Regions from separate parts of the Mus musculus genome. Here regions 2, 3, 4, 5 and 6 are each linked to region 1. Evidence: chromatin contacts called from public promoter capture Hi-C data. All regions are on one chromosome and are shown on one strand. Each heading gives the region's core, a stretch centred on a gene start, on an enhancer-like site or on the middle of the called end of the contact. The rest is flanking DNA. Distances are from core to core; before and after follow the strand shown.

Region 1 (2,825 bases), core at 159-2,658:
GAAGTTGTTGTATAAGGTTACCAGAAAAATTCATACATAGCACTTTAACTTCAACTCCCAAAGAATGTGAAACTAGCACATTACTCTGGCTAAGGCACTTAATATTTCTTAAGTAAGCAACATTAAGTGCATACCTTTAAATGCAGAAAAAAAATCCGTTTCCTAAATCAATGGAGGTCAATATAACGGGTCAATATAAGGTCATTTATTTTCAAGGAATAAATAGCAACAATTAGTGCATCTCTTAAAATAACGTTAACTTCAGTCTAGTTCCCGGTGAGGGATGGAGGGATTTTCTGAAGCAACTGGACCAGATCCAGGTTGGCTACCCCACTGGGCTAAGAAATCTGCGTTCCCAGTCCCACATATTTTTCTGTAAGTATAGGCTACGATGGCAGAAACGATATGGCTCGACGGGAGAAAAGGAGAGTCATCCTTGCTTTCTGTGGGTTAGGAATCCTAGGTACTAGTCTTTTAGAGCAGCAACTTCCCCTTTCGGCTGCATTCCCCTAAGAAAAATGCCAAGAAAGCAGGCCTAGCCCGCATTTTGCACCACTGAGATTTAGGCTTCAAGCTGAGGACCTTAGGAGCTAGGAGAGCAGGGGGAAGGAAAAGCAGGCACACAGGTTTTAGCTCAGTGTACGAGAGAATGGACTTCAAACAATTTCGCCCAGCCCACCGTGCTCCGCACTTGAGGTTATCTACGGAAGGTTTTGTGAACACGTTAATCGATACTTGTTGAAGTGAATAAACAACTTCAGGTTGTACCGTAGGGCTAAAAATACTCAGGCTGACCTATTTCCTTTTCACTTTTCTTTTCCTTAAAAATAACTTTAAAATATTTGTCGATGTCTGTTACTTTAGCACTCTCTACAGAAACAATCCAGGGCTTTTCCATACCATGCCAAACTTTCAAAAGCCAAACACGCTCATTAACGCACAGCTCAAGCAAATGAGAAGTACATGTAGGATTACCACACCCCCTTCAAAGAAATTACAAGACTTGGTTTGATTACCTGAAAAGACTGTTGATTAACCAAACTATACACCAGGATGAAACCTTGGCCGTTCTTGATGTACAGATCTCTCATGGAGGCAAACTGCTCGGTTCCTGCGGTGTCCAGGATTTCCAGTACTGACGGGGAAGAGTCCACTTCGATCTCTTTGCGGTAGAAATCTTCAATGGTGGGGTCATATTTCTCAATGAAAGTCCCGGTGACAAACTGCACGGTGAGGGCAGATTTGCCAACCCCTCCGCTCCCTAACACCACTACCTTGTATTCCCTCATGAGTCTCACCTTCACCAACTCCTTACCCAAGGGGGGGAAAAAATAACACCCCGCTAGCTGCGCTGCGGCAAGGCCAGGCGGAAGGTGGGCGGAAATGTGCGAACTGGGGAGGAGAGTGCGGAGAGAGGCGGAGGGCCCGACCGGGGACGAGGAGGAAGTTCCAGGAGGGGGAGGGGAAAAGAGCCAAGTGTCGTCGGGTGGGTGGGGATGGGATGCTGATGCCCTTCCTATAGGAACCCAGGGCGGCCTGGGGGGCGTGGGGAGGAGGGCGCGCCGGCGAGCGTCCGAGCGACGGTTGGGGGGAGCCGCGGCGCACCCCCACGCGGGAAGGGGCGGGGGCCTGGCGGCCGGGGGCTGCCCGCCACCCCTCCCCCCCGCCCTGCGCGCACACACACACAAAGGGGCCCGGGGTCCCCGCTTCCTGCCGGCGCCGCTGCCTGCCGAGCCGGCCCGAAGCCTCCGGGCCCCGCCGCGCGCGCGCGCGCGCTCGCTCGCTCGCTATCGCTGGGGCGGGGTCTCTGGGCCCCCAGGGTCCCGCGGAGCTCGTGTGACCTGTAACGGGGGGGGGGGGGGAGGGGAACGGGGAAGAGGGAAGAAGGGGACGCGCGTTAGGTGTTGCCTGACCTCCACGCTGGCGCCCGCAGCCGCCACCTCTGCCGCCGCTTACCCTGCTGTCCTGGCCACACGCTCCCAGCCGCCCGGGAGGCTAAGTCAAGCCAAGGCCATGGCCACCGGGCCGCCCGGGCCCTGCTGCTAGCGGAAGGACGGGGAAGGGGCGGGGGCGGACCGGCGGCGGCGGTGGCGGCGGCGGTGGCCGCAGGGACTCCGGTTGAACCCACCTCTTTTTTTTTTTCCTCCCCTACCCCCCACCCCCCACCCCCCACCCCCAATATAAACCCGGAAGGGTTTCCCTGACACACTGGCTGAGGTGCCCCAATTCCCCGAGACTGGACGCGTTCACTTCCGGTGGGGAAAGTCCCACCTCTTCTTCGGGGCGAGCCGGGTGGCGCTAGGGCCGCGCCCTGCCGAGCGCCGAGAGAGCGAGCGAGCCGGGCCGCCCGGCCGGGTTACAGGTCGGGGCAATGGCCTTGAGAAAGGGCGCTTCGGGGAAACCTTCAGCTCCAGCCTTCACGCCCTGAGCGGTCGGCCATATGGCTCGACCCCGGGCCCGCCCAAGTCCCTAGGCTTCTAGGTGTCGAGCAGCTGCTTCTGAGGACCTGATTCCCTCCCTGGCCCGAGACCGCCAGCCAATAATCTAAGTGCTGAGAACACCAGATATCCCTCGGCTGGAAGTTACTGGGAAAATAAAACAGTTTAGGAAGTTAATTCTCTTAGCTATTATTTCTTTCCACTTGATATGTTTCCGAAGCAAAGTATGCAAAGGACCCTTAGAGTTGGTGTGGGCTCTTGATTTTTGAAGGTGCTGTTTTAGTCATGTATGGCACTCTGTACTTTATCAGTTGGCACATTTGCCTCACCTCCCTCAGCAAATATGAAACTTTAAAAAAATATATCACAAGGCTCAAAGGGATCAGC
Region 2 (2,825 bases), core at 195-2,694, 2.8 Mb before region 1:
AACATTTAAAATTGACTGGGAGGGGAGCAGTGAGCAGGATGTAAAGTAAAAATAAATAATTTTTAAAAAATTGTCCTTAAGCCCACTGGAAAATTGTGTCTATGAAACCATAGAAAATATCTGCTTTGTTCAACAATGTATCAATAACTCCTAAAAACCTGGCACATAGTCAATGATTAAAAAAATTTTACTGAATGAATAATGAAAAACAAAAACAACTATCAAATCCCATATTCAATTCTGGGACCACAAAGACTAGAAAGTATTATTTTATTTAAGAATTTTAGAGCATTGCCGATTACCATAAGAAATTTCAGTGCAACCGTTGGAGAAAACAAAATGGAAATGACCTAAAAGAAATGGCAATAATGTTTTTATGCAAGAAGTCTCAGGCTGGTCAAAAGCATTTGACACCCTCCCCCCAACCCTGACAACCTAAATTTAATCCCCTGCAGCCAGATGGTGAAAGGAATTCCTACAGGTTGTCCTGATTTCCGCGTGTGCAATGGCATGCGTACACACGCGCGCGCACACACACACGCGCACGCACACGCAAATGCACTCACACACATAGATAGGTTTATTATTTACAAATTATGCCAGACGTGGTACCACAAAAGCATGTAATCTCAGCAGGTCGGGTGCTAAAGCAAGAGGATCACCAATTTAAGGCTAGCCTGTCTCAAACAAGAAAAAAAAAAAAAAAAAAAAAAAAGCAAGAGTTGAGAAACTGCAGCCTCATGCCTGTGCTGCAAGCAGTTTACTAGTGAGCTATGGACCGGATAAAATAAGATTGTGTGTGCGTGCATGTGTGTATGGGTCCTACTATGTTGCACCGGATGGAGCAAGAAGAGATCTTTCTGCCTCATAACACATTCTCGAGTGACATTTTCTTGTATAGGAAAAGGGGACAATGAGCTGTAATCACAGGTACACCGGCTCAAAAAGAATTTCTCTTCAGATGGATAGAAACTTGCTACGTTCCCGTCCCCTTGATCTGGCAGGAGTCCAACACAGTCTGGGGCTGGCCAGTCCAGAGCTGTGCGACAGAGTCCAACGGGGCCTGGCCCTGGAGGCTTTGTTTTGGTTTGATTGGTTTTGGTTTTAGCTCCGTCCCTGACAGCGCAGCACCCTCGCCCTCACCACACTAATCTCGGACCGCAAGAAAACCGAATGCCAGGGAACCAATACCGCCAACCTAAATAAAAACCTCTCAGAAGAATGGGGACCGGCAAGTCCCACCCACCGGCAGTGCGGACCAACTGGCAGGCAGCCGGCTTTTCCATCGACCAATCCTGGAGCGCCTACAATACTTTGCAAGCCTCCCCCTGGGCGGAAATGACGCGCGTTGTCGCGCGTGATTAGCGGAAGCAAAATTTGCTTTGCGGCAGGCAAGGAGCTTGCTCTCTCTTTGGTTTCCGTTCCTGACCCATGTGAGTTACCGGCGACAGCGATGAACTCTATCAAAGCTACGAAGGGGTAAGACGTAAAAGGGAAAGGAGATTCCCGGGTATTTTTGAGGGCTGAATTTCCTGTATTTAGGGAAGTGGAAGCCGAACTGCTGTTTGTTAGAGATTCGCCTCCCCAAACCCTGCCAGTAGTTAATGTATCGGCTAGGAATCCTAAAGTCCCTTAATTTAAATTGGCTTTGCTCCTCAGTTTCTCGGCTCTTAAGTTGCATCGCTGTTAGGTCTGATGGTCGTCCGACTCTTGGCAAAGTTACTATTGATTTCCCTTTATTTGTCACGTGCGCATTTTCTGCCTCTGCCACGCGCAACATGCGCCGTCTGTGAGAGTGCCAAGTTGTGCCAGACCTAACAGGTATTTCATGTTACCCCTCAACGTTAGAAAAATCTAAATGTAGTCGCTTTGGTAATGTTTGCTTAGTAAATACCGAGATCCACTGTTAAGTAATAGTAGGTTTTTCCTAAATTCTAATCACCTTAAACACCCATTTATACAGTTGGTTTCAACCATTACCCTACGTCCTCAGTTATGCGAACAAATTATCAAGATTACATTTTTAATAAGTTGCACTTAATCAAGGCACCTGACCGGTGGGAGATCCATAGAAGCATTAATAGAATGTTTTCGAATGTTTAAAAGGTTTCCCAGTTGGTGGCGGCACACGCCTTTAATCTCAGCACTTGGGAGGTAAAAGCAAGCCAATCTCCAAGTGTGAGGTCAGGCTGGTCTACAAAGCGAGTTCCAGGACAGCTAAGGTTACACCGAACAACTCTTGTCTCAAAAAATAAAATAAAATACACGTTTAAATAGTTAATAGGAAACTGCCTTTGCCTCAAAAGACAGCAGTAGCGTCAGTGGGAAATTGAAGCATAGTAAGTAACAGAAGTGCAGGGTCAGCCACTAACCAGTGTTGTCTTTCCCATGCCGATATTGTCATCTTGGAAGTGATGCCTGACCCCCTTCTAAAAACACTTTAACTAATTACCTTCTGTTTTGTTTTTTTGCACCTCTTCTCAGATAAGAATACTCAGAACTGAGCAAACAGATATTTGTTTAGATCAATAGTTCTCCACCTTCCTAGTGCTGCTCAACCCTTTACTACAGTTCCTCATGTTCTGGGGTTCATGACCACCTCCCAAAACATAAACCATAAAATTACTTTCCTTGCTTCTTCATAACTGCACTTTTGCTACTGTTATGAATTGTAACATGAATAATGTCTGAAATGCGGGATATCTGACACATGACCCATGGGAATGGACCTTTTGCCCCCCCCACACACACACACACCCCTGTGGGTTTTGACCCACAGGTTGAGAACTGCTGGTTTAAAAGAAGAGTTATTTCATGTGCTAATG
Region 3 (2,825 bases), core at 142-2,641, 2.4 Mb before region 1:
TAGAAGAGCAGCTAGTGCTCTTAACTGCTGAGATGTTTCTCTAGCCTCAGAGGATTCACAAGTTGGAATGCATGAGGTCTTTCTCATCTCTGGATTAATGACATTTCTGACATTAACAGAGAGCTTGGGCTCTGAAGTCAGTCTCAAGGTGAAATCTGAATTCTGCCAGTTATGACAAAACTCTGCTTAACTTTTATGACCTTATTTTTCTTAGTTGTTAGGACGGGAAAATAAGTATATCAACTTTATACTTTATAAGGAAATAGCAAGCAAAAAAAAAAAAAAAGCTCTTGCCATCACAGAACCAACGCTATCTATTATAATGTGTGCTGCTGTAAGAATTTAAGTGAAAAAATGTGAATGAGATGTGGAAGATTCTTTTGGAATAAATGAATTTAAAAATTCATCCATTCAACAAATAATCTCTTAGGACCATAGGCCTTGAAGTCACCTATTTATACTTATGTAAACAACAAACACTTTTATTAACTCTCATGTGATTGTGGAAACTGTGACACGTTAAAAGTAATGGGTGTAGCCTTAATATAGCTAATGGATTCCCCCAGAAGTGTCTAGTTCTCCTCTAATGGCCCTGAGAACTGGGATCCGAAGCTGGCGTTTAAACTTGACTTAGCTGATCGTGAGGTGCGGATTAAGAGCTACACTCTTTCCATTATTTTCTCCAGATTCATTTGTTTTAACTTTTCATGGTGCCCTTTCTGTTTCCAACTTGTTCCCAAGTTTGTCTCTGGGCTTTGAGAACAAGGCATGTTCATAATTTTTCAGCGACTGCTGTCTGACATTCACCAGATAAGGGTTATTTGCTTCCCCCATTTTTATTTCCCTTTCTGACCGTAGGTTCAGTCTCTAAATTCTGCTCAGCTTCTAGTCCTCAGTTGCATCTTAAAAATCTCTCACTTAGAAAAATATTTACTTCGTCTTCTCTCATATATTAACATCCTAACCAGTTTTCCCATCCTCCTCTCAGTCCCCTCTCCCGGATCCATTCCTTTCTCTGTTTCCCTTCGGAAAAGAGCCAGCCTCCCAGGGATATCAACCAAACATGGCATATCAAGATACAATAGGACTAGGCACAAACCTTCATACCAAGGCTTAATGAGGCAACCCACTAAAAAAGGGTTCCAGAAAAAGACAAAAGAGCTTCTTCTCCCACTCGTATCTTAAATCCTTTTACTCCACCTCCCTCCACGTGACGCCCCACCCACCTTCTCTCATTTTTTTAAAAAGGCAAAGCAGAGCCTCTGCTCTGGCTGGTAAATGCAGCGTGGGCGGGTGACAAGGCGCCTCCTCTGCTCTCACTGGTGAGCACCTAAGCTGCACAAGCTACTACACTCCCACGCCTTAGCTCTCTCTCCCGAAGCCTGCAGGAAGGCGGGTGGCTAGCTGCCGACCTTTTTGCACAGGATTCTGGACTCTGGCCTTTTGAATTTAATGGTTTCCTTTCATTCGCGCCTTGCTTTTTCCAGGCTAGGAGTGGGCGGAGTTTAGGATGGCTGCGCCACTGTTGCCGAGGCGACGCCTTGGTTACTTCCGTCGGTTTCAATGCTTCCGGGTTGGCGCTGCGGTGGCGTTTCCTACTGTGGTAGCCTCCGCTTCCCAGTCGTCTGCTGAGCTTGAGCAGGTGAGGGGGATGCTCCTGGACTTCCAGGTTGGGGAGCGGGGCTGGGCCGCGCCAGGCCGCGCGGGGCCGGGTTGGCTTGGTTCCCGGCCTGGGAGGGGCTTAACGGTCCTTTGATCTCTCTCTCTCCCCTCAGCTGAGTCCCTTCCCTGTCTTTCACTCTTCTGGCATCGGTGGCTTTACTTCTTCGATTGAGCTCTGCTTCCTCGACCCCCCGGGAGGCCGCCTCCTTCAGGCGCCTCCCTTCTCTCTACGAACTCGCTCTGACAGCCGAGGAACTGGCAAGATCCTGCACCCAGAGGGTGAATGGGTATCTTTCCCGGAATAATCCTAATTTTTCTAAGGGTGAAGTTTGCAACGGCGGCAGTGATTGTAAGCGGAGTAAGCAACCCCCTCCATTGTATAAGTGTGAGGGATGCTGTTGAAAGATGCTCCCCATCACTTCCTATCCCCCTGTCACTCGTGAGGTTCAGGCATTGAAGGCATCTATTAAAATGCAGTTCAGTTACTTGATTGGGATCACAGCTATTATCAACATGAATTTTGTTTCTCAGACAAGGTAGTAGCAGGGACATTTATAGTTTTCTACCAGTGTGTCCTTGCCCAAACCATAGAGATGCCTAGACTAGAAATTAACTCTTTCCTCCTCTTCATTTATATCATGAAGTGTCTTTTGTCAATGTCTCAACAGTTTAACCTCATTGTCAATTAGCATTCTTTTTTTTTTTTTTTGCCTGCTTCCCACTCTCCTAAGCTATTTTCCTACCTCTTCTGTTTGCAATCCACCGTGCTCGGGGTCCCTAGTAGCTAATTACAATAGGCTATTACCTTAATTCACTTGCCTATTAATAGATCTAGTCTTCCTCCAGCACCTTGTTTCCAAGCCTTCCAGTAGAATCTACCCCTTTTACTTGTTTCAGCCAACAAATTTATTGCTTATTCTGCTCGGGTCCTTCATTTCTGTCTCAGTACAAACCATTGGTGCACATTTCTACATGAGTGTGCGCATTTGCACATCTTACCCCACCTAGATGTCTCCCTTCCCTGCTCCTTTTTTTTATATTAAAGATTTATTTATTTATTATATGTAAGTACCCTGTAGCTATCTTCAGACACTCCAGAAGAGGGCATCAGATCTCATTACGGATGGTTGTGAGCCACCGTGTGGTTGCTGGGATTTGAACTC
Region 4 (2,825 bases), core at 241-2,740, 2.4 Mb after region 1:
CACATCCTGTTTGAGAATACGGACTGAAAAATTTTAAAGACACATTTGGCCATGTTTCCTGTTCTCCAAACTTACCACCGATCTATACCAAATATATGAAATATACGTGTAATTGAAAAGCTGGCTGTCTACTCCTTACTCAATTTCCTGACTGTAGTATTTTATACACAAAGAGCTTTCCTAATACTTACAGGAAGTGTGGACAAGATTTTCGTCACTAAGAATGTATTAAATCCCATGTGTGCCTTTCCCGAAAAGAGTAGACTTTCTCCTGTCTGGAATTCACATTAAAAACAAAAAGTGTTCCAATAGAACAGGACTGCCTTTTAGGCAAAATTTAGGAACTTGAACTTTTTTTCAGGGTTACTTTCTCTTAAAATGTCCTTAAAGGACAAAATACTAGGACCCTTTGCACTTCTTACTTGCCCTGTGGCTTTCCCAAGTGAACTTTCCTTCCATTCTACTAGCACAGCAATGCTACTTCAGTGAGAGAAAGACAAATGTCAGTTACTTTCCCCAGAGGGAAACAGCAGAAGATTAAGGGCTGAGGTCTAGGGAGGGGCTAAAACCTTCCTGCCTAAGACCAGCCCCACCTGCTTGGGGCCCAGCCTTTACAGCCCTATCTCCACACTACCCGGCTCCATGTGAAACTGGTCATGTGAGCCTGTTTACAGCTGAGCAGCTGGTGCAACCATCAGGATCTGTGCAGAGGTCCAGGGAGGGGTAAGGATACAGGCCACTTACCTCCTTTCTCCCCTATGTAATTCCAAGAAGATACTTGCTTCGACCACCAACCACCCTCCCTCCCAGTCTCTCTACTTTCCTTCATGCCCCTTCAGGCAAAGCCATCCTGGGACGCCTGGCTCCGGTCGCCCCCCGCCCCGTTTCCGTCCAGTTGCTCGCGGGGGGGAACGGCTGAACTGCAGGAAGGGCGAGGACAGGGTCATCCCAAACTAGGTAGTCGACTGACTTCCCTCCCACAGCCCTCCAGGCAATGTCCGCCAAAGAGTTGTCCCTAGAGCTGCATCCCCAAGGCAACTGAACTCTTGTCGGGCAGGCAGCGGGAGGTTTCGGAGGCTGCCTTCGTCTAGGCAGGGGTAGCTACACAACTCTGCTGGCCCTGGAGACCCTGCAGAAGGGCCACCAACAGTCCAAGAACGGTGGACCCGCTGCCCGGTCCCCGCCACCCACCTTAGCCCGGCACTGAACAGCCCTGCTGTCAGTCACAGAGCCAAGCTCTGGCTACGGGTACTGGCATTGTCTACACCGGAGGGGGAGGTCTCAGCCATGTAAGTTCCATGTCTTCCCCGCAAGTCAGAGAAAGTGGGTGACGGGACATTGAGGGACTCTCACCTCAGCAACACTGGCTCCTCGGAAAGCAGCTGCGACTGCTCCCTGCTCCTTTGTCAGAGTCTCCAGACTGCACTGCCTGCTGGGATATGGGAGGACTCGACTGCCACCTCTCCCCGCCCAGGAGGATGAGTCGCAACTGGGGGGTGGGTGAGAAGAGGAAGGAAAGGCGGGCCCGGGGCGGGGTCTAGCCGGGGGCGGGGCTTCTGTGTTGCCACCTGGCTTCTGGGGTTTCTTCCTTCTCTATGCTTCAAACTACTTCCTTTGTCCTCTGGCCGCCCCTCCTTTTCCTCCGCCCCCCTCACCCGCCCCCAGAGGATTAGAGGCTTTCTCTGAGTGCAATCTCTTTGCACTCATTTGGTGGTGACCTTTGACGTCTGCCTCATTCACTCCTCTCCCCAACTCAGAATGCATTCCATACAATGAATACCCAAGGCTTGTGACTCTTCCTCTGAGACTCTGTATTAAGCACTAGCTCTCTTTCTCCACTCTATCATCGGCGCAAAGCAGACTGTTCAGGATTTGTTCATGCTGCTACAGTAGCTTCCTATTTGGATTCATTCTTTCTACTGTTACTTTGTCTAAACTATTGCCCAGACAGCAATCCAGTTGGCTCAGTCTAAGGTATAGGTGACCCTGCTGTTCTACTTAAAGCTTTTCAAGCCTGGCATGGTAGAACAAGACTATAATCCCAGTATTCAAAGGCTGAGGCAGGAGGATCCTGAGTTAAGACAAATTTGAGTTACAAAATAACAATTGACTTTTAAAGGGGAAATCTCTATTCTCAGGTCTGTACTCTATTCTTAGAGTCTTTCAGGCAGGTATGCTGCTACAGGGCTTTAATCCTAGCACTTAGAAGGGGAAGCAGTAGATCTTTGAGACTGAGGCCAGCCTGCTTATATATGAGACCCCATCTCAACACCAAGCAAACAACAAATGAGAGAGAAAAGACTTTTCGGCTAGGAACAATGGACAACTGTTAAGTCAAGCACCAAAGGGGCAAAGTCCCAAAGACCCCAAGGACTTCATATCTCAGCAGCCTGGCCTACCTAGCAAGACCCAGTGTGCTGGACACAAGACAGCCAGGATAGAGAAACCCTGTCTCAAAAAAGAAAAGTAAATGAAATGGAAAACACTTCAAAATTCAAACTTAATTATGTTCAAAAAGGAACAATACGGTCCAAGGGTACCCTCTGCACAAGTATAAGACCCAAAACCTTCCTCATTACTCTTAATCAATGGGTCTATAACAGTAGATATCACTTGGGCCCTAGGCTCTGAGACCTTTACTCACAGACTTTGTGCAATGCTCTTATCTGTCTTTTGAACACCTATCTTTCAGGATCCAGGGGAAATGTCACTTTCCCAACTAACCTTTCAGAATCTTCCATAAGAACGACATGTCTTATTTGTTTGTCTGAAACGTGGCCTGACTATAGCGCTAGCTGGTCTGACACACGTTATGGAGGCCAAGA
Region 5 (2,825 bases), core at 115-2,614, 2.3 Mb before region 1:
TGAGTTCTACCTCTGGCCCTAATGATGGAGACGTAATATTCTGATCAGCCTCAAAAGAGAATATTACATGTTGTCTCTTACCTTAAGAGTTCCATACTGCCTCTAACCACAACATTTGGGAGGCAGAGACAGGTGGATCTCTGTGAATTTCAGGCCAGCCCGCTCTACAAAGTGAATGCCAGGAGAGTCACAAGCTCTATAGTGAGACCACGTCTCAGGGGGAAAAAGAGAGTTCCATGCTTCTGAATTGGTAGAATAAATATTGTGAAAATGGGTATACTTCCAAAATTAATTTGCAGATTTCATGCAACACCTTTCAAAATTCTGATGTATTTCACAGGTTTAGAAAAATAACACAAGAATTGATATGGAACTACAAAAGACAATAGGTAGAAAAGAAATCCCAAGGAATAAGAACAATGCTGATAGCATTATAGGACCTGACCTCAAATTTTACTATAGACCTATAGTCATAAGGACAGCCTGGTATTGCTATAAAAGTAGACATTAATATCAATGAAATAGAATAAGAGAATCCAGAATAAAATGCCAAAGCTATTCCTATTTAATTTTTGACAAAGGAAGCAAAAACATATATTGGGAAAAAAATAACCTACTTAAGAAATATGCTGGAAAAACTGAATTTCTATCTGAAGAAGACAGAAATTATGTGAGTGCAAGTGCCCACAGAGGCCAGAGGAGGATCTTCTGAAGTTGGAGTTGTGAGCCACCTGTTTTGGGTGCAGGTTCTCTGGAAAAAAATCAGCAAATGGTCTTAACCACTGAGCCACCTCTCTAGACCTTCAAGCTAATTTTTTTGAAGCTCAGTTTTTTTCCTCTGTAAAATGGGGATGGTAACTGTATTTCATGGGGTTGTTGGGCGGTCAGCCTGGTCTACAGAGCGAGTTCCAAGACAGCTAAGGCTACACAAGGAAACAAACAAGAGATTGAATGAAAAATGCAAATGGCAGAAAGTGAGCCGCCCCCTGGGAGGCAGAGGTTTAGGGTAGGGGCAGGGTGAGGAGTGCTGGGAGGAGCCAATGGTGTGAGCCTTAGCCTGGGGTTTGAGATCTAACAGAGATAACGTGCATAAATTGTCTCTCATTCACAACCTTTAAGTTCTCTAACTCTTTAGTTGATAGGTACTAGTTTGACAATGCTAATTTTTGCCTGCTTGTTTATACGTGGGCATTTAATTCCGACTGGCAGAGGAACACAGGGTCCCCCCATCGCTCTCCATCAAAAAGGGGGCGGGGACTGACTTGGGAACTGTCCCTCCACAGGAGCGAATGCCTGAGAAAGCACCTTCACCTTACTGCGCAGGCGCCAGGGCTTAGCGGGCCGGAACTTCCGGCGGAAGTTCCGCCTCGCGGGCCCCGTGCTCCAATCTGAGCTGGGTGTTCGGGTCGCGGGAGCGCTTTGGAGCCTCACCCGGAAGCTGTTGTCGTCTGAAGCGAGCCGCGCGAAGATGCGAATATGAAGTAAGGATTCTGTTTCTCTGCGGATAGGGGCGGGAGTGTTCTCCGCGGAAGGGAGAGTGGCTTGAGGATGGCCGCCCAGAAAGGGCGGGGACCGGTCCTCGCCCTCCGGGCCTCCGGGCGGGAGAAGCTCGGTAGGGAGAGGGCGGGCTGGGAGGAAAAGTACTTATCGCACTTACCGGCTTGCCTGCCACCCGCGCAGCCCTCTGACTAAGGTGAAGCTGATCAATGAACTGAATGAGCGAGAGGTTCAACTTGGAGTGGCGGAAAAGGTGTCTTGGCACTCGGAATACAAGCACAGCGCCTGGATCTTTGTTGGTGAGGTCCCCATTTTTCTCCAGCAGTGCCTTTCAGAGTCCGCCCCGTCCCTTCCCCTCCCCTCCCCATCCCTCTCCATCCCTCTCCCCTCCCCTCCCCTCCTCATCCCTCTCCTCTCCTCTCTCCACCCCTTCCCCTCTCCTCCCTATGCCCCCTCCCCCGGTTATTTAGTGCCCCTGGTCATCGCTTCTGAACAAGCTCATCACCTCACACTCTGGAAGCTCCTCTGCTCACAGGTCCACTTTTCAGTTGCCTTCAGCGCTTCTTAGAATTGGTATTTGCCTTTCATTCTATTCAAAACCTTGCTACTTGGCTGCTCAGAGACAGTTCATTCCACAGTCAACCTATCACGATGTCAAAGAAACGGAGGCGCAGACAGGTTACTGGACTTGCTTAAGGTCACATGCTGCAGCACTTCAAAACTGTGGGGCTTGTGCTCTTCGTCACGGTCACATACCGATCGTGTGTGTGTCTGCCCTTCCTCACAATGATTTTTCTCCTCTCCTGGGCTTCTGCTCCTAGTCCTTAGCTGTACCGTGATGTACCTGGTCAGACATTAGCTGGATTTGAAGACATTAAGGCTTGATTCAAAATTAGCTTTACTCCGGCTGAACATTTGAAAGGCCACCTGAAAATGTGACAGGATCAGGGAAAGCTACTTCTGATGAAAAGAATAGAGTCTGGAGTACACCCCTGGCCCTGGGTAGATACCAGGACATTTTCAGGAAACCTACATGTTACATACTAGTGTGCCCCTTCCTTCAGACATAATCCAACAGAGCTTTAAGTCATCTGGCCAGTAGACACCTGTCAGGAAAGCTCAGTCACCGCCAGACACGCTAGGGACACGGGAGGGAAATGATCCCCAGTGCAGGTGGTGCTGATGTCCGCCCTAAGTCTACCTGCTGCTCTGAGGCCTCGCTGAGCCCCACCTCTCCCTTTCTTTCTGTTCTCTGGGTGCTGGCGGAAATCCTGAGCCTGCTTGCCCCTAACACGCTGGGCTTTCTCATCTCACATCTAAATGTTTTC
Region 6 (2,825 bases), core at 196-2,695, 2.3 Mb after region 1:
CAGCTTCAAAAACTATAAACACTGTAACAAATCCAAATCACTTAACAGGATACGACCACACCATGGAATCCCAAGTTATTAGATAAACTGTGATTTCTTAAAGCAAACCTCTGTTAATGCCAGGGTTCCTAAACTCAGCTTAGAAACAGCACCTCTTAGAGACAGGCGTCAAGTTACAAGCCTAATTCAGGGGATTCAGCCTGATTTGCCCTGATGGAAATAAGCCAGGGCAAGCAACCTGTCAGCTGAGCCAGGTTTCTACTACGTACATTCTCTTTTAGAACTGCACAGCAAGGCCCCCCCAGGTACAGGGAGGGTCCCTTTCTCAGACATGGCCAGAGTGTGAGGTCAAACTTTCCCTCCATCTAGGAAACCAAGTCACTATTAAGAAAATAAGACCTCAACCCCTCAGTTTGGAGTCTAGATGAACTCGAACTGGCACTTTCGGGAAGGAAGACTTCTTGCCCAGGGACAAACCTCTGATCCCCACACTCCGTCCTCCCCAGTCCAGCTCACCTGAGCACATGGATCAGGGGAGCACTGTTGGACCGTCTCAGGGTGGCCCCCTCAGATGTGTCAGCCTCAAAATCCAGATCCATTTTCTCCTGAGCCATTCGGATACTTGCTAGGCAACACAGCCGGCAGTGCTCTCGGCTCCTGGTGCTTTGCTATGGACTCACTGCAGGACTGAGCTGCTGGGGACTGGCAGCTGGGGGCGGGGGCTAATGGGCGGAGGCTTGGGAGCGAGGGCGGAGAAAAGTAGGAGAGGAGGATGCAGATGAGGAAGGATGTGGAGGGCGGGCGGAGGAGGATATAGAGCTGGTGTTGGGAGGGTGACAGGATGAAAAAGGGGATGGAGGAAAGACAAAGGTGGGAGAAAGAAAAAGAGGCACAGGGGTTGATAAAGGATAGATGGAAATGCAGGGCATAGCACTAATGAAAGAGCATAGAAGTGGGAAAGGAGGAAAAAGGTCAGGGTGAAGGGGCACAGGGATGGGAAAAGAGGAGGAGGGAGAATGTGGAAGCACAGGAGAAGAAAGGGGAGGAAACTAGGCAGTGGCAGAACTCAAGCTGTCATTTTTCCCGCCTAGGACCGCAAGCGCGGCTCGGCTACATTTACAGAGGCTGCCTTTGCAGCGCTAGCAATGAGGACTTGACAGCTGGCCAGGCGGCCTCGGCTGCCCCACCTCCACATGCTCAGGGTCTCTGTCCAGTCCGCCATGCTCTGGGCCCCGGTCCCCGGGGCCCCTCAGCGCAGGGATGGCGCTTTTCACTCCCTGGTCCCTGCCCGCCTGCACGACTCAGAAAAGGGATCGGCCCTCTGCACCACCGCGGCGCTGCTTCTATCTCTTATTGGCTCTAATGACCCGCGGGACCCTCTGGAGCTCAAATTGATTTCTATAACCTGCCGCCTCTTTTGCCTCCCACGCTTCAGAAATGGGAGCCTCCGAGGGGCCAGCTCTTCCGCATCTTGTCGCCCATTGGGCACTGCGCATGCGCCTTACGGCTGCTCCAATGATCCTGGGGCCAAGGCGCAGGCGTAATAGCCTCTCTCCGCAACCCGCCTTCAAAGGGGCGGGGCGTTTCCAGGGGGGCCCAAAATCTTCCTGCGTGGCATTGGTCCGGGAACCCTGGCGCCGTATTTCGAAAAGAGCCAATAGTTTGGAGACTGAAGCCTCAGTTTTTAGTAGTTTGGACTAATATTCAAGTGAAAGCGATTTTCACGTTATTTCACTACAAATTTGTATTCTGACCTTTGTGATCCACAGGCACTTTAAATATTTTTTTATGTGAAAGTCTTTGTGTGGGAATATGCGCGTGCGTGCATGCGTGCATTCCCATGGAGGTCAGAGAGGTCATTGGATCTCCTGGAGCGGCAGTTGAAGGCCGTTGTGAACTGCTCAACATGGGTTCTGGGATTAGAACTCGAGTCTCCTGTAGCAGCAGCAAGCACCGTTAACCTCTGAGCCATCATCTCTTCAGCCCCCCCCCCCCTTTACTAAATTCCTCAGCTCCATTAGACAAAAATAAAAGATTTGTTTTCTTTCCAAGGCTTATGGAGATTCTAGCAATCATAATATGATGCATGTGACAGCTGAAATTAATTTTAAAAACATTCATGGCACTTACTACATGCAAGGAAGTATTATAACAACTGAAAAAATATTAAATCATCTCATCTTAACCACACAAATATCTCTTCCTAGATACTTTTCAATCACCCAAAATTACAAAGTATGGGAAATATAATAGTTACGAAATTGGTTTGAAAATTAGCAAAACAGGGCTAGAGAGATGGCTAGAGAATGTTTGAGAGCTCTTGTTGCTCTTCCAGAAGACCTGAGCTGAGTTCTCAGCATCCATCTCAAGCAGTGCTTAAGCGCCTATAAGTGGTTAAGAGCATTTGCTGCTCTTGTAAAAAACAGGAGTTCAGTTTCAACCATCCACGTCTGGTGGCTCACAACCACACTGAATTTCAGCTCAAATGGGTCCAATGTTCTATTTTAGCGTGCGTGCACACACACACACACACACACACACACACACACACTACTTTTTTTTTCTATCTAGCAAAAATAATTTTCTCTTCAATTTGGTTGCTCCATAATAAAGTTAACCTATACAATTGTCATTTTACACCTCAACATTTATGCTTTCTGATTATAAAATGTGAATTTGTGTATTTATTTGTTTGTTTTGTGTATATGGATGGTATGGCCCACATCTGAAGCTAAATAAACAACTGGAGGAAGCCAATCTACTTCACCATGTAGGTCCCAAGGGTTAAACTCAAGTTGTCAGGCTTGTCAGGAAACTCCCTTATC

The links. Promoter capture Hi-C pulls out the DNA fragments that hold promoters and counts their contacts. Capture Hi-C pulls out chosen DNA fragments and counts their contacts.
Region 2: a promoter capture Hi-C map of erythroid cells shows a contact between it and region 1, with 52 times the contacts expected there. The contact joins the promoter of Utp14a here to the promoter of Rap2c in region 1.
Region 3: a promoter capture Hi-C map of adipose tissue shows a contact between it and region 1, with 2.7 times the contacts expected there. The contact joins the promoter of Slc25a14 here to the promoter of Rap2c in region 1. A contact is called at or near these places in 2 of 39 promoter capture datasets (embryonic stem cells and liver), 1 of 484 Hi-C or Micro-C datasets (CD4 T cells) and 1 of 9 other capture datasets (adipose tissue).
Region 4: a promoter capture Hi-C map of erythroid cells shows a contact between it and region 1, with 16 times the contacts expected there. The contact joins the promoter of Mospd1 here to the promoter of Rap2c in region 1. A contact is called at or near these places in 2 of 39 promoter capture datasets (cranial neural crest and erythroid cells).
Region 5: a contact with region 1 is called in a promoter capture Hi-C map of erythroid cells, with 14 times the contacts expected there. The contact joins the promoter of Rbmx2 here to the promoter of Rap2c in region 1. A contact is called at or near these places in 3 of 39 promoter capture datasets (erythroid cells, liver and pre-B cells) and 2 of 9 other capture datasets (adipose tissue and liver).
Region 6: a promoter capture Hi-C map of erythroid cells shows a contact between it and region 1, with 30 times the contacts expected there. The contact joins the promoter of Fam122b here to the promoter of Rap2c in region 1. A contact is called at or near these places in 4 of 39 promoter capture datasets (erythroid cells, hippocampal neurons, maxillary cranial neural crest and 1 more).

What each region holds. Positions count from the first base shown.
Region 1 is chrX:51,016,610-51,019,434 of GRCm38.p6, forward strand. Rap2c (RAP2C, member of RAS oncogene family) reads right to left here and starts at 1,409. Exons shown (of 3, transcript NM_172413.2): 1 at 1,017-1,409. The coding sequence starts at 1,289.
Region 2 is chrX:48,255,490-48,258,314 of GRCm38.p6, forward strand. Utp14a (UTP14A small subunit processome component) reads left to right here and starts at 1,445. Exons shown (of 15, transcript NM_028276.1): 1 at 1,445-1,479. The coding sequence starts at 1,454. It overlaps Gm39511 (a long non-coding RNA gene), which reads right to left and starts at 1,303. Exons shown (of 3, transcript XR_882302.1): 1 at 1,247-1,303.
Region 3 is chrX:48,622,187-48,625,011 of GRCm38.p6, forward strand. It overlaps Slc25a14 (solute carrier family 25 (mitochondrial carrier, brain), member 14), which reads left to right and starts at 1,392. Exons shown (of 11, transcript NM_001166450.3): 1 at 1,392-1,642; 2 at 1,776-2,020. The coding sequence starts at 1,946.
Region 4 is chrX:53,369,069-53,371,893 of GRCm38.p6, forward strand. It overlaps Mospd1 (motile sperm domain containing 1), which reads right to left and starts at 1,491. Exons shown (of 6, transcript NM_001290514.1): 1 at 1,354-1,491.
Region 5 is chrX:48,693,640-48,696,464 of GRCm38.p6, forward strand. It overlaps Rbmx2 (RNA binding motif protein, X-linked 2), which reads left to right and starts at 1,365. Exons shown (of 6, transcript NM_173376.3): 1 at 1,365-1,481; 2 at 1,681-1,796. The coding sequence starts at 1,477.
Region 6 is chrX:53,268,360-53,271,184 of GRCm38.p6, forward strand. It overlaps Fam122b (family with sequence similarity 122, member B), which reads right to left and starts at 1,446. Exons shown (of 9, transcript NM_001166365.2): 1 at 517-1,446. The coding sequence starts at 614.